Linked DNA regions of Drosophila melanogaster: regions 1 and 3 are each linked to region 2. The links are chromatin contacts, called in public Hi-C maps. All regions are on one chromosome and are shown on one strand. The core of a region is the stretch at or near the end of the contact, and the rest is flanking DNA. Distances in the headings are between cores, read along the strand shown. Region 1 holds the start of lawc (leg arista wing complex). Region 2 holds the start of Nrg (Neuroglian). Region 3 holds the start of CG12123.

Region 1 (3,623 bases), core at 984-3,483, 110 kb before region 2:
ATAACAATGCCGTCGACGCAGCGCCGAAACGCAGATATATTTTTTTTTGTTAATTCTTTTGGAGCAAGCAAGTTCTTCTTCAGCGAGCAAAAAATAAATGAAATGCAGCCGCCGCACAACATGATATGCAGATTAATTTAAACAAAACAGCGATCGAACTACCGCGGGTGGGGGTTCTTTTTATCACTATATTTGACAACAATTTGTATACTGTTTTTATTTGTTGCCGTTGTTTTACCTTTTGGTCAGTCATATATGCAGATATATGTATATATATATATATGTATATCTTCATAAATGCACATGAGAATTCGCGGAACGGAACACACTATAGAAACGTTAAGCAGCGGCAGTAGCAGCAACAAGAACAACAGCAGCAACAACAACTACTACAACGAACAGAGACGACGTCGAAGGAAAGATTTTTACTCGCGTCGCGGTATACTTCAACTGTTTTTGAACTTTTATTGCGTGTTTGCTGCTGCGACAAAACTTGCGCGGCGCCACAAAGCGGAGAAAACGTTGACCGCGTGTGTGTGGCGGAGAGCATGCGCTCTCTCGCCCGTATACGTATACGCGCTGTTGTGCGGTGGTGTGCGTGTCTGCGCCAGTCGGTACGCGATTTCAGTTGCGCCGCCCGTTTCGCTCGCGTTTATCGCGACTCACACACTGAAGTGAAGGCGGGCGACAAGCGCTGCCATTGCCAATGCCACAGTGTTGTCCGTTGTTCGCCGCGTTCGCTCTCGCCGCAACTCGAGTCGATATGCCCGAATTCGCCGCCGCGCCTGGCTGTGTGTGACTTGCTTGCTCCAAATTTAGACGAACCCTCATTGTTTTCCTCCCCTGTCTCAGTTTAGAGTTTTAACTAAAAAAGATCACAAGCCAAAAAAAAAAAAAACAAAGAGAAACCTAAAGAAATATCAACCAAAAGTGTGCAAAATCCAAAAGATTCTACAATCCGAATCGAAAACAAAAACATAAGAACCACAAAAGCAGCAGCAGAAAGAGACACAGAGAGCAGCGAAAACTTAACTGCGAATTCAGCGGCTGAAGCAAAGCAGCGGAGCCCAAGTGCAAGCGAGACGGCAGCAGAGCTCCGCTGCAAGGCAACGGGATAGAAAGAGAGATAAATAGAGAGACAGCGCAGCAGCGATATAGAGTGAGAGCAGGCGGGAGAGCGAGTAGCGGCAGCGACAGCAACACAGCCACAAAAGAGATCGTGAGAGGGAGGGAGAGCTAGACGACGACCTACTACACAAAAAAAGGTGATAATTTTTTCATTTCATTCTTTTTACCTTTTGATTTTTCTTTCTTTACCCCCTTCGAATTTCGTTTTAGTTGTATTTTGTGGTATCTATAGTTAACACATCTTGTACGCCTAGTCTAGTTTTAAGTGAAAATCGTACGAATCGTACGTACCAAGAAATGCCAAAGCAAATAATGTAACTTGCTCTCTCTCTCCCTCGCACACTTCCTCTAGCTCTCGCTCTCATTTCATAACTCGTTTTCCATAAATTTCATATATATTTTATTCAGTTGTATATTTCTTTGTTCACCCCACTAAGAATCAAACGCCTTTCCTAATTCTCGTCCAAAAAGTCCAATCAATTCAAAATCATTACGAATTTCGATTTGCAGCTTTGTAGCTCACTTTCATTGAAACCACAAAGAAATAAATGAGAGAGAGAGAGTGTGAACATTTAACAGTAACGAGGGCTGTTATTAACATTTCAGCGGTGCGTAAAAGAAACCAATAAACATTAACAAAAAAAAAAAAAGAGAGTTGCTAAAAACCAAACAAAAATGTCTGCATTTTTCAATCCTTTCGAGTGTGTTTTGTGGGCGGGCTGACGTCTGACATCACGCGGGGCTGCTTCTTTTGCTCCTAGTTACTTTTCTTGGCCCAGAGCTGTGTGGAACAAGTCATAGTAAGAAAGTATCGTTGGTTTACAATGGGCACATTGGAACACTCTTCTATGGAAAGTGCACCACTTGCCCACTGTGTTTTTTCTCTCTTTTTCGCTGCCCCAGCGGCAAATCTTTATCCTTTCGCATCGAATTCGCCATCTAACAGTGTGCGTTAACATGAAAGCGCTAACAGCGGCAGGGCAGCCAGAGCCACAAGGCGAAAGGGTGAGGGGGAGAGTTAGTCAGTGGATGAGTGTTCGCCAGCAAATCGTAATATACTTTTGTAACAGACCACTGCTTCGGGCCGCGCTGGCGGCAGACTGAACCGCGTTGTCACACATTCAAAATTTCAACAAACTTCGCTACGCTGCCGACGTCGACGTCCCCACGCCAAGTTAACCAAGCGAGTGTGAGCGAGTATTGGGCTCTTGAATTCGCCTCACGCTCACTTGTCGCTTTGTCGCCGGCCGCTCTCCGTCTCGCTCTCGTTTTCGGGGAATAATTTCAATGATTTTTCTTTCCTTTGAAAAGAAGTTTCTAGCAGTTGTAGTTGTAGTCGCCCATGGGCTTAGATTGTATTTTTTATGTTGCTCTTCGTTCGTAAATTTCATTTAGTTTGGATATTTTATCATTTTACGAGGGGTTTTAGGCAGTTTTTACTCGATATTTGTACATTTTTGCACTTGTAGTTTCCGCAAGTTATGGTTTTGTTGCGGCATAGCTTAAGTTTTCCCCCACAAATGTTAAATTGAGTGGGTTTTTAAGCATTTTATCATATTTTTTGTAGGGTTTCTTTCAGGTATACGCTGTTAACTATAGGAGAAATATTGTTTTCAAAGTAACAAGTACTTATGTATGTGATTTTTGCCACTTTCGTACATTTTAGACAAATCAATGAATATTTCTCATTTTCAACATATTCTATTATACAATGACTAGCTGAAATACAGAGGTGGTCAAAAGTATTTACAGTATTGAAGTATTTTTGACCACCTCTGTATTTAGCCTTCATTGGTGGTCGTTCATATAATGTTGTTTCCCCACTATCTTATCTCTTTTGATTGGATTTCACATGTTTAAGGGGTCAAAATGAGTGTATTTTTCAATGCTCAATTCGCTTCCGTTTTCAGCATGCTTACTCACGCACACACTTGTGCGCTTTAAACGCTTACGGTTCTGTGTGTGCGTGTATGTAAATGTCTAATACTTGTGTCAATTTTCCCTAGTGATGTAATAGATTTTTTAGGTGCGGCTTTTTTTCCGCCTTCATTCGCTCTGCCATGTTCCACACTTTTTCATGCTCTTTAATATTATTTTTTTTAGTTTGCCAACGAGGTCAGACTGGCACAAATACACATGCAAATGCACGTGCATATGAGTGCGCGCACACAGAGACATCCCTAAATAAATCGCAGTTTGCAGTTCTCCCTTCCACCCTTGCTCTTCTGTCTCTCGTTTGTCTACCTTTCATATGCCCTACCTGTAAGCGATCGCTGTTGTTGTTACTGTTAAATGAATCTGTTACACTCCTCTTCTTTCTTAAAACCTTACTTCCGGCTTGATCATCTCATGCTCTCCCTCCTCTCGCTCTTTCTCACTGTTTCTGCATAAATAAGTTGCCCGCATTTTGTTGTTATCGCTAAATTCTAGTGTATGTGTGTGTGCTGGTTGGGTGTATCTGTATCAGCTTGTAGTATTTCTAAGCCTTGTTTTGG
Region 2 (3,846 bases), core at 260-2,759:
TTCACCATGTCGGTGGGCATGCAGTACGGATCCGGAATGGAGACACTAAACGCACCTAACTAATGTAGCTAACGAAATAGGGAGTACGGAGTAACGTAGAACGATAAACAAGGCAGCCACACATACACACACACCATACAATATAAAGAACTGTTATGTACCTAAAACAAATATACAGAAAACATAGAAATTGTACGTATAGCCAGCCTCCTCCAGCCACCCAAAAATCTTAAATCCAAGACAAAAAAAAAAAACCTCCCAACACCAAACGGAAACGGAAACGGAAACCGCTATAAAACGAACTAACTTTTAATGATGCATGTCGAATGCTCGAGGCGAGAGATATTAAGAGATATGATATCATTTTACATTGTGTCCTTCTTCACATGGCTTTTGCTTGTGTTCCTTTTGCTCTACCGAGAAATTATGTGCGATTATGGTATATATACAGGCTATATATAGGCATATGTAGAATTGCAGGCCGCTGCGTCATATTTTTTAAGGCTTTTAGGACAATATTATACACATTTAAAGAAAAGTATATACATTGTATAGGGAGAAAAAGACGACGAAGAATTACTAAAAGAACATTTACGCCACGCAAATTGTTTTCTCCCACTTTGGTTCTTGATTCTTTCGCTCTTGATTACCTTAAACAGCCAAATAATAATTGCAAAACGTAGACGTAAATAGAGCCTACTTAAATCCTTAATTTACACTTAACCAATTATGTAGTATTAGCGCAGATTTGATTTTTGCAAGTCTCGCTTTCGATTTTGTTTTTTTTTTTAATATTACTTTTCTCATTGTCCCCTTCCATCCCCCTTTCCATTTCCCCCCCGCAGAGCGCGAGCGATAAAAAGAAATAGGAGAAGCAATAATTAAACCGCGAATTGCGATATATATGATTGCAAATTAGTTAGGACGATGGAAAGGAAGTGTGTATGCAGGAGTTTGTGCGTTCTGCTCCGCATCAAAAAGTGAACAGGGATTAAAATGATGAGAATGAGAGACGTTCTGAAAGGAAATGTGATCGATATTTAGTTATAACAATAATAATAATAATAATAATAAATTAATTGAAAACGTAAGAGAAAAGGCATCAATATTGTGTAATACTTGAAACAATAATACCAATTAAATAAATATGTTGGAATAAACGAAAGAAATCCAAATAGTTTCAATATCTTTATAATTAATTATGTTTCTGTTTAGCGTTGCTCAGAATTGTAATTAAAACGTAAAACCATTTGAATTTGAATATTTTGGCGCCCAGTTCATCAATCGATATATCATTCATGTTATGGGTAGCATTGAACACACTATCGATAAGAGTCTCTAAAGAGTTACAAATATCGATAAGAGCGTAGGTTATTTAAAAGTATATCGCATCCCTGGTAATCAATCGATAGTTGGTATATCTTAGATAAATATCGATAACCGTAAACCAGTTTGTCGGTGATGCCACCCCGCATTCCGTGCGTCCGATTGTTACCGTTCGCGAGGCTGGCAGTTCCTCTCCGCATTCGAAAAGAAAATATCCGCGCTGCTGGTTGTGTATGTCCGCCAAATCGTATTTACTGAAAACTACGCCGAAAACACCGCGATACATATTCGCAGCCGAGCGAATATATATCGTTATTTGGGTGTTTAAGCACTAACTTTATTTATTTTTTCCTAAAAATTCCGCGTGTATAACATAACTGTCCCAGTGTGTGTGTATATGCGTCGGTGTTAGTGTTAGTGAGCGCCGGGAATTGAAAATAAAATAGTAAAAAAAAGAGGAAAAAAAACGAACTGACGCCGCGTAGAAAATTGTCTTATTTACTCCGCCAATATATAAATTGGTTTTAGCTCTGCCTTCGCTTTTTTTTTTTAGTGTGCGTTCGTGTGTGTGAGTGTGCGGGTGTGCTTGTCTGGGAATTGTTTTAAAAAAATAAGAAAAATTGGTTGCCAAACGAAAGGAAGAAAAAAAAACCCAAAACAAAATTGTTTGTCTCCTTGCGTTACTTCCACCTTCATTTTTTGTTGTTTTTTTACTTTGCACACTGTGCCGCACCCAAAAAGTTAAATAGTTGATGGTTTTCATTAATGCAATTGATTAAAAATGAATGGCAATGCAATATTGTACGAAGCACACGATGACAACAAAAAAGGAGAAGGAGAGCAAATCGGAGGACGCCAAAAGCCACGCAAAGGCAACAACAACAGCAACAATGGGCGCCATTAACTGTACAAGAGCGCTCAAAACCTCAACATTTAAAGCTCTGTGTTTTTTTTATTTTTCCTATTTTTTTGTTGTATTCTAGTTGTTTTTGTATGTACATATGTATTTACCACGAAGCCAAAACTTCGTAAGCGAGTTATTGAGTGGCTCCTTCTCACTCGCTCCGTCTCTCACGCTTTGGCGCGTCGCCCTCTCCCGCCTTCCTCTCTCTCTCTTACCTGAGTTTTGAGTTTTGGATTCTTGAGCGCTTTTTGGCAGAATCCCGTCATCTAGTTGTTGTTGCTGCTGCTGGCTTCTATGACTTAAAGGTAAGCATTATGGATTTGAACCAAGTTTTCGTCCAAGGGCGTAATCTTAACTCCACACACACTGTTTTTTTCTTTTCATTTTTATTGGTGGCTCTAAAACAGGTTTTCTAGCAGCTAGCGAAGATGGTGACGAAGAAGAAGAGCGCAGACAATGAGCGCGAATTACGGCATGTGTGTGTGCGTGTGTCGGTGTTCTTGTTTTGGTGTGTGTGTGTGTGTGTGTGTGTAAGGTGGGGCAGCTTCAAGAGATCACTTTTTGAGCTCTTTTTACGTTTTTTGCCCTCTCCCTCGTTCGTCGCCACTTTGGCGCTCTTCTCGCATTTTCACATGTACTTTCCACGTTCCTAGCGATTTCTCTCTAAATTCTTTCGATTTCATACCTCAAGTACAGAGATAACGGGTTTTCCATTTACAATTTAGAAGATACAAAAAACAAACAATCTTTTAGCGTTTTCAGTTTTATTTTCGTCTAAGCCATTTAATTCATTTACTTTAAAATTCTTTAAATTTAGCAATATCTGAAACAACTGATTTTCAATTTTTTTCAATGATTCTCAATTGCAAACTGAATTGAGTTTAGTTAGGTAAATATATACATTTTGTACTTCTCTCCGCTATTTTTTGTGGTTTTTGCTTTTGACCATGCGGTCATCGCGACGACGTCATCGTTGTGAATAGGTTTATATATATGTATGTACATATATGCATATGTATATGGCAGTTCGTTCCGCCCCAGCAACGCCGTCGACAGCAATGCCTCCGCCCCGAATCGACCCAAAAACGTATCAAGAAAAATAATAATAAATAAATAAAGAAATAACAGAAACTGAAACTGCGTCAACTGAAGCAGCATTAAAAATTAGCTAGTTAATAAATGCCCTTGTTGGCCTTTTGGTGTGGGGATGTCCGGCTAAAGATACAAGATACAATAAGTGATGAAGATATTACTTCACATGCTTACAACATATTAAAAGTATTTAAATAAAAAATATTTGCTAAAATTGTACGAGTTTTTGATAACAAGTTTTATCAACCGGCGACCACAACAGCAAAAAAAAAAAAAAAAAAAAATTTAAGTGCAAATTTCAAAAGTTAATTCAAGAATAAATGTTTAAGCAAACGAAACCAAATCCAAAGTCACTTTGCTGATATGTAATCGCAGCTATTTTTTTTATTTCAAGCACAGTGTGATGATAATTTTCGGCCATTCTTGACTTTGAAAAAATCAAGGCCAAGGTGATCGGAGAATATTTCCATGTTGCATGTGAAAGACTATTACTATTATTTATAAATTCAAGTCCCCTTTCAATG
Region 3 (3,537 bases), core at 125-2,624, 75 kb before region 2:
TGTACATTATTTTGTTCGTTTTCGAGATCCATCCCCCCCGATCCTCAAGGAGGATGTGCACATGCACAAGCAATATATCCGCGTCCAAGTCGTCCCACAAGTCTTTGTCAATTTCTGTACAACAATAATTTTTTGTTTAGCGCTTAGGTAAAAGAAATATCTCAGTTCTCCCTTCCATGGATTACGTTTGATTTTTAGTAGCGGGCAGTTGAAAATATATATATATATACAAATACGAACGAGAAATAAATGAATAATGTAAATGCATTTTTTACGTATATACAATTACATATTAAATAAATAAATTGAAAACTATATTTGACTTTTGCTTAACAAAAGAGGAAAAAAAACACGATCGACGCTCGAATCGTGACCACCTAATGCAATTTACAATTTTTAGTTTTTTGATCGAAATAATCTGCGGTTCCAAGTCCAACTTAGTTGCCACCTTTCCGCAGTCTTCGCTGCTCGTACTCGTAGCTAAGTCGCCGCCAAATGCCCAGACACATCCGCATCAGGCGCACATCCTTCTCGATGTTTCTACTCGCAAACTTATACTGCTGTCGGATCAAATGCTTCGCCATCCGTAGTTGACCACGCTGGATTAGCGAAATGCTGTAGTAGAGCTTGCAGCGCGTCTGCAGGAAGGGATCACCGAGTCGCATGCCAATCTTTAACTGCTGCAGCGAAATCTTGCCAGCCGTTTTCGCCTGAAAGTGGGTTAATGGGTGGGATAAACCATGTAGGAAGGATGGATGGATTACTTACACATCGCTCGAACTGCTCGCCAAGGGCGGAGAATCCGCCGCCCAGTGTGGACAGCCAGGACATGAGGTGCTCCACCTCGATGCGCTCCCACAGCGTGTGTGCCAGCATGTCGGCGAATTTGTAGTCAATGGTGTGCTTCTCCGGTTCCTCGAATTGCAGCCAGACCAGCTGGACACCATGATTGTGCATAAGGCTCTGGGCAAGCACGTGCTGGTGCAGGAACTCGCGAAGATAGTAATTACCATTGATGGCGTCCACATCGATGCACAGCCTCCGCAGCGGTTTGGCTTCTGGCCAGGCGTCGCCGGCTTCACGATTTTGACGATTGTGGTAATGACATCGCCGCCAGTAGTCGGAAACGCAAATGATCAGCGAATCCGACATCGGAAGCGTTAAATTTAAAAAAAAAAGATACTAAGTAAATCCTAATCTTATTAGTTAAATTGCACAGGCTACTATGTCACCGGTGGAGGTCACCAGCTGCTCTCGACTACGTTTCTGTATATGAACTGTCTTTATTGCACTAACAATTGCACTTTTACTAATGTTTATTAATGTTTTTGTTGAACAGAAATGTTAATAACAAAAGTGTGGCCACCGCATAAGCGCCAAGAAAAGCCGCAATCCAAGCGGATGTGGCAGCACTGGCAGCTCGAAAGCTTTTTGGCGCCAATTTGGTTATCGAAAAATAGGGGTTTTTCGTCATAATTTGGCAAAAAATATACGCACAGCTAAAATAATTACTGTTTTGTGCCGCGTATAAGCCAATGTAACGAGCCATATTACATTTTCGCGGTTTTAGGCAATTTAAATTTTTTGAAAATTTTTCTCATTTTTTGTATCATTAAAATTTTCGAAAAATTTCAAAAATCGAACATTTTTAGGCTTGAATGCCATTCGATGGCAAATTTTGTAACGAATCCAGCGAGGTATGCCATTCTGTGTTCTATCCATTATTTGTTAAGCTAGGCGGAAAAAACGGACAGAAAATCAAAAAAAAACTCATTTTGGCAAAATATAGTTTTTTTTGTATCGTTGGGTGTTTTCATAATTACTTCCCTAAAAATGATAATATAGCTAAGAAAATAACTGCTATGTACAGCTAATTACCAATGCTAACGAACTGTATCACTTTTTTTTTTTATTTAGAAATAAAATTCCCAAATCGATGTGGAATAAAAAAACAAGTTTAACGTGGTATGAGAATTAATTTTTGGACTATTATTTCCCATTTAATGAACAAAATACGTAAAATCATCTTCTCGAATTGTTAGCAAAACCACAAAAGCAGTTTAGTTAGTAAAAGCTTCTATTTATCAAATTTTAAATTGAAATTACGTTCCACACCTATCGATGAATGCAGTCCACTTGCAGTGGAAGCCATTTAGGCGCGTCATTCAAATGGTTATGGCACTTGCAATCGCCATTTAATTTCGAAAATTATTCAATTTCAAGCCCGCCGCATGCCGCTGCATGTGTCAATAATTCCGCGTGAAAATGACTCAATTTCGCCGGAGTTGCACTCCGTTGCATCTTTGGTGAGCCTTCAACATGGCCATTATCATTATCAAACAAATGTTTCGCCCCTCGATTGCTCAGTGCCAACACAAATCTGTTAGCAGTTGGCAATAATTGTGCAGCCAGCGGCAGCATTGTCCCCACACGTTCTCCCAAAAAAAAAAACCATCATTTCCATTCATGATTTTCCCTTTTTCCCTACCACACCATACCCATACCAAACCATTTCATTTCATTTCATTTCACATTTTCCCTTCGTTTCTGTGGCTATTTTTGTTCGCTTGGCTTTTATTGTTGCTGGCTATGTTGTCATCGATGGCATTAATTTTGGTAAGTGCGTCCGACTATATCCTCTGCATCGGGCTCCTTCGTCTATATCCTCCTCTTCTTCTTGCTCTTTCAACGCACGATCTTTATGGCACGACATTTTTGTGAATTATGCGCCCAATTTCCGTTGAATCGAAGAGGCCCTTACATATATGTATGCACATAAATCCCCACACAATTCCTTATACGCATTGTGTAATATTAATTGGTCACAAGCCATCAAAATATAATTTGCACCAACAAAAGTGTCATTAAATTTATTTGACAGTTGCCATACACTGGCATGGCTAACCATAATCATTAAGAGTCATTTATTTAAATAAATGTAGTGCATGAAAGTACGAATTATAAGTACATAATATATGTAAAGGCTCTTGGCTATGAAAACGTTGAAAAACGTTCGCTAGAACATTTCCGCCTTTCGTTACTGGAAATGCAATAATTCCAGAAATAATTTTTCCAAATTGGCTTGCAATTTTATTTCATAACTTTCACGCTTCGTTAAACGACAGCAACATTGTTGTGTTTTGGCTGCATTTTGAAGCACGTGCGCCAGATGATGAAGAAAAAAGAGAAGAGTTTCTTGTACGAGAAAGAAAAAAAAAAACAAGCAAACAAAGGGGAAATCCGTAAATATCAAGGGGCAATGACAGATCCACGGAAAGATTTGTTTGTGGGCGTGTCAGCAATATGTCAAAATTGCACTCGACAGTCGCGCATGCGTGCCCACAAAAAAAGGGATGACCCGTGTGCCTCCAGCTTTAGCTTCAGATCCTACGAACCCCATCCCTCATCCGCATCCTACGATGATCATCCTTGATCTCTTTCGGGTTTGGTCGCTCGTCCACTTGAGAAGGCGAAACTGAGCGATAGTCGAATGTGTGATATCCTGCAAATGCGTTTAGTGCACCCAGTAAATGTGCA

What was found. Hi-C and Micro-C count contacts between places; a contact is called where the count stands out from the background.
Region 1: a contact with region 2 is called in a Hi-C map of the Kc167 cell line, with 4 times the contacts expected there. The contact joins the promoter of lawc here to the promoter of Nrg in region 2. A contact is called at or near these places in 3 of 107 Hi-C or Micro-C datasets (the D17-c3 cell line, the Kc167 cell line and eye imaginal disc).
Region 3: a contact with region 2 is called in a Hi-C map of the Kc167 cell line, with 3 times the contacts expected there. The contact joins the promoter of CG12123 here to the promoter of Nrg in region 2. A contact is called at or near these places in 9 of 107 Hi-C or Micro-C datasets (the Kc167 cell line, the S2 cell line, eye imaginal disc and 2 more) and 1 of 6 datasets of contacts at active chromatin or transcription factors (the Kc167 cell line).

The regions. Positions count from the first base shown.
Region 1 is chrX:8,409,425-8,413,047 of dm6, forward strand. It overlaps lawc (leg arista wing complex), which reads right to left and starts at 2,234. Exons shown (of 4, transcript NM_001258650.2): 1 at 239-2,234. The coding sequence starts at 550. The coding sequence ends at 329. Trf2 (TATA box binding protein-related factor 2) reads left to right here. Exons shown (of 10, transcript NM_206654.2): 2 at 853-1,265.
Region 2 is chrX:8,515,864-8,519,709 of dm6, forward strand. Nrg (Neuroglian) reads left to right here and starts at 1,510. Exons shown (of 8, transcript NM_001169234.3): 1 at 1,510-1,557. CG33181 reads left to right here. Exons shown (of 10, transcript NM_001103441.2): 10 at 1-1,166. The coding sequence ends at 63.
Region 3 is chrX:8,440,974-8,444,510 of dm6, forward strand. It overlaps CG12123, which reads right to left and starts at 1,375. Exons shown (of 2, transcript NM_132250.4): 1 at 769-1,375; 2 at 274-710. The coding sequence starts at 1,152. The coding sequence ends at 438. CG1440 reads left to right here. Exons shown (of 5, transcript NM_001298089.1): 5 at 1-291.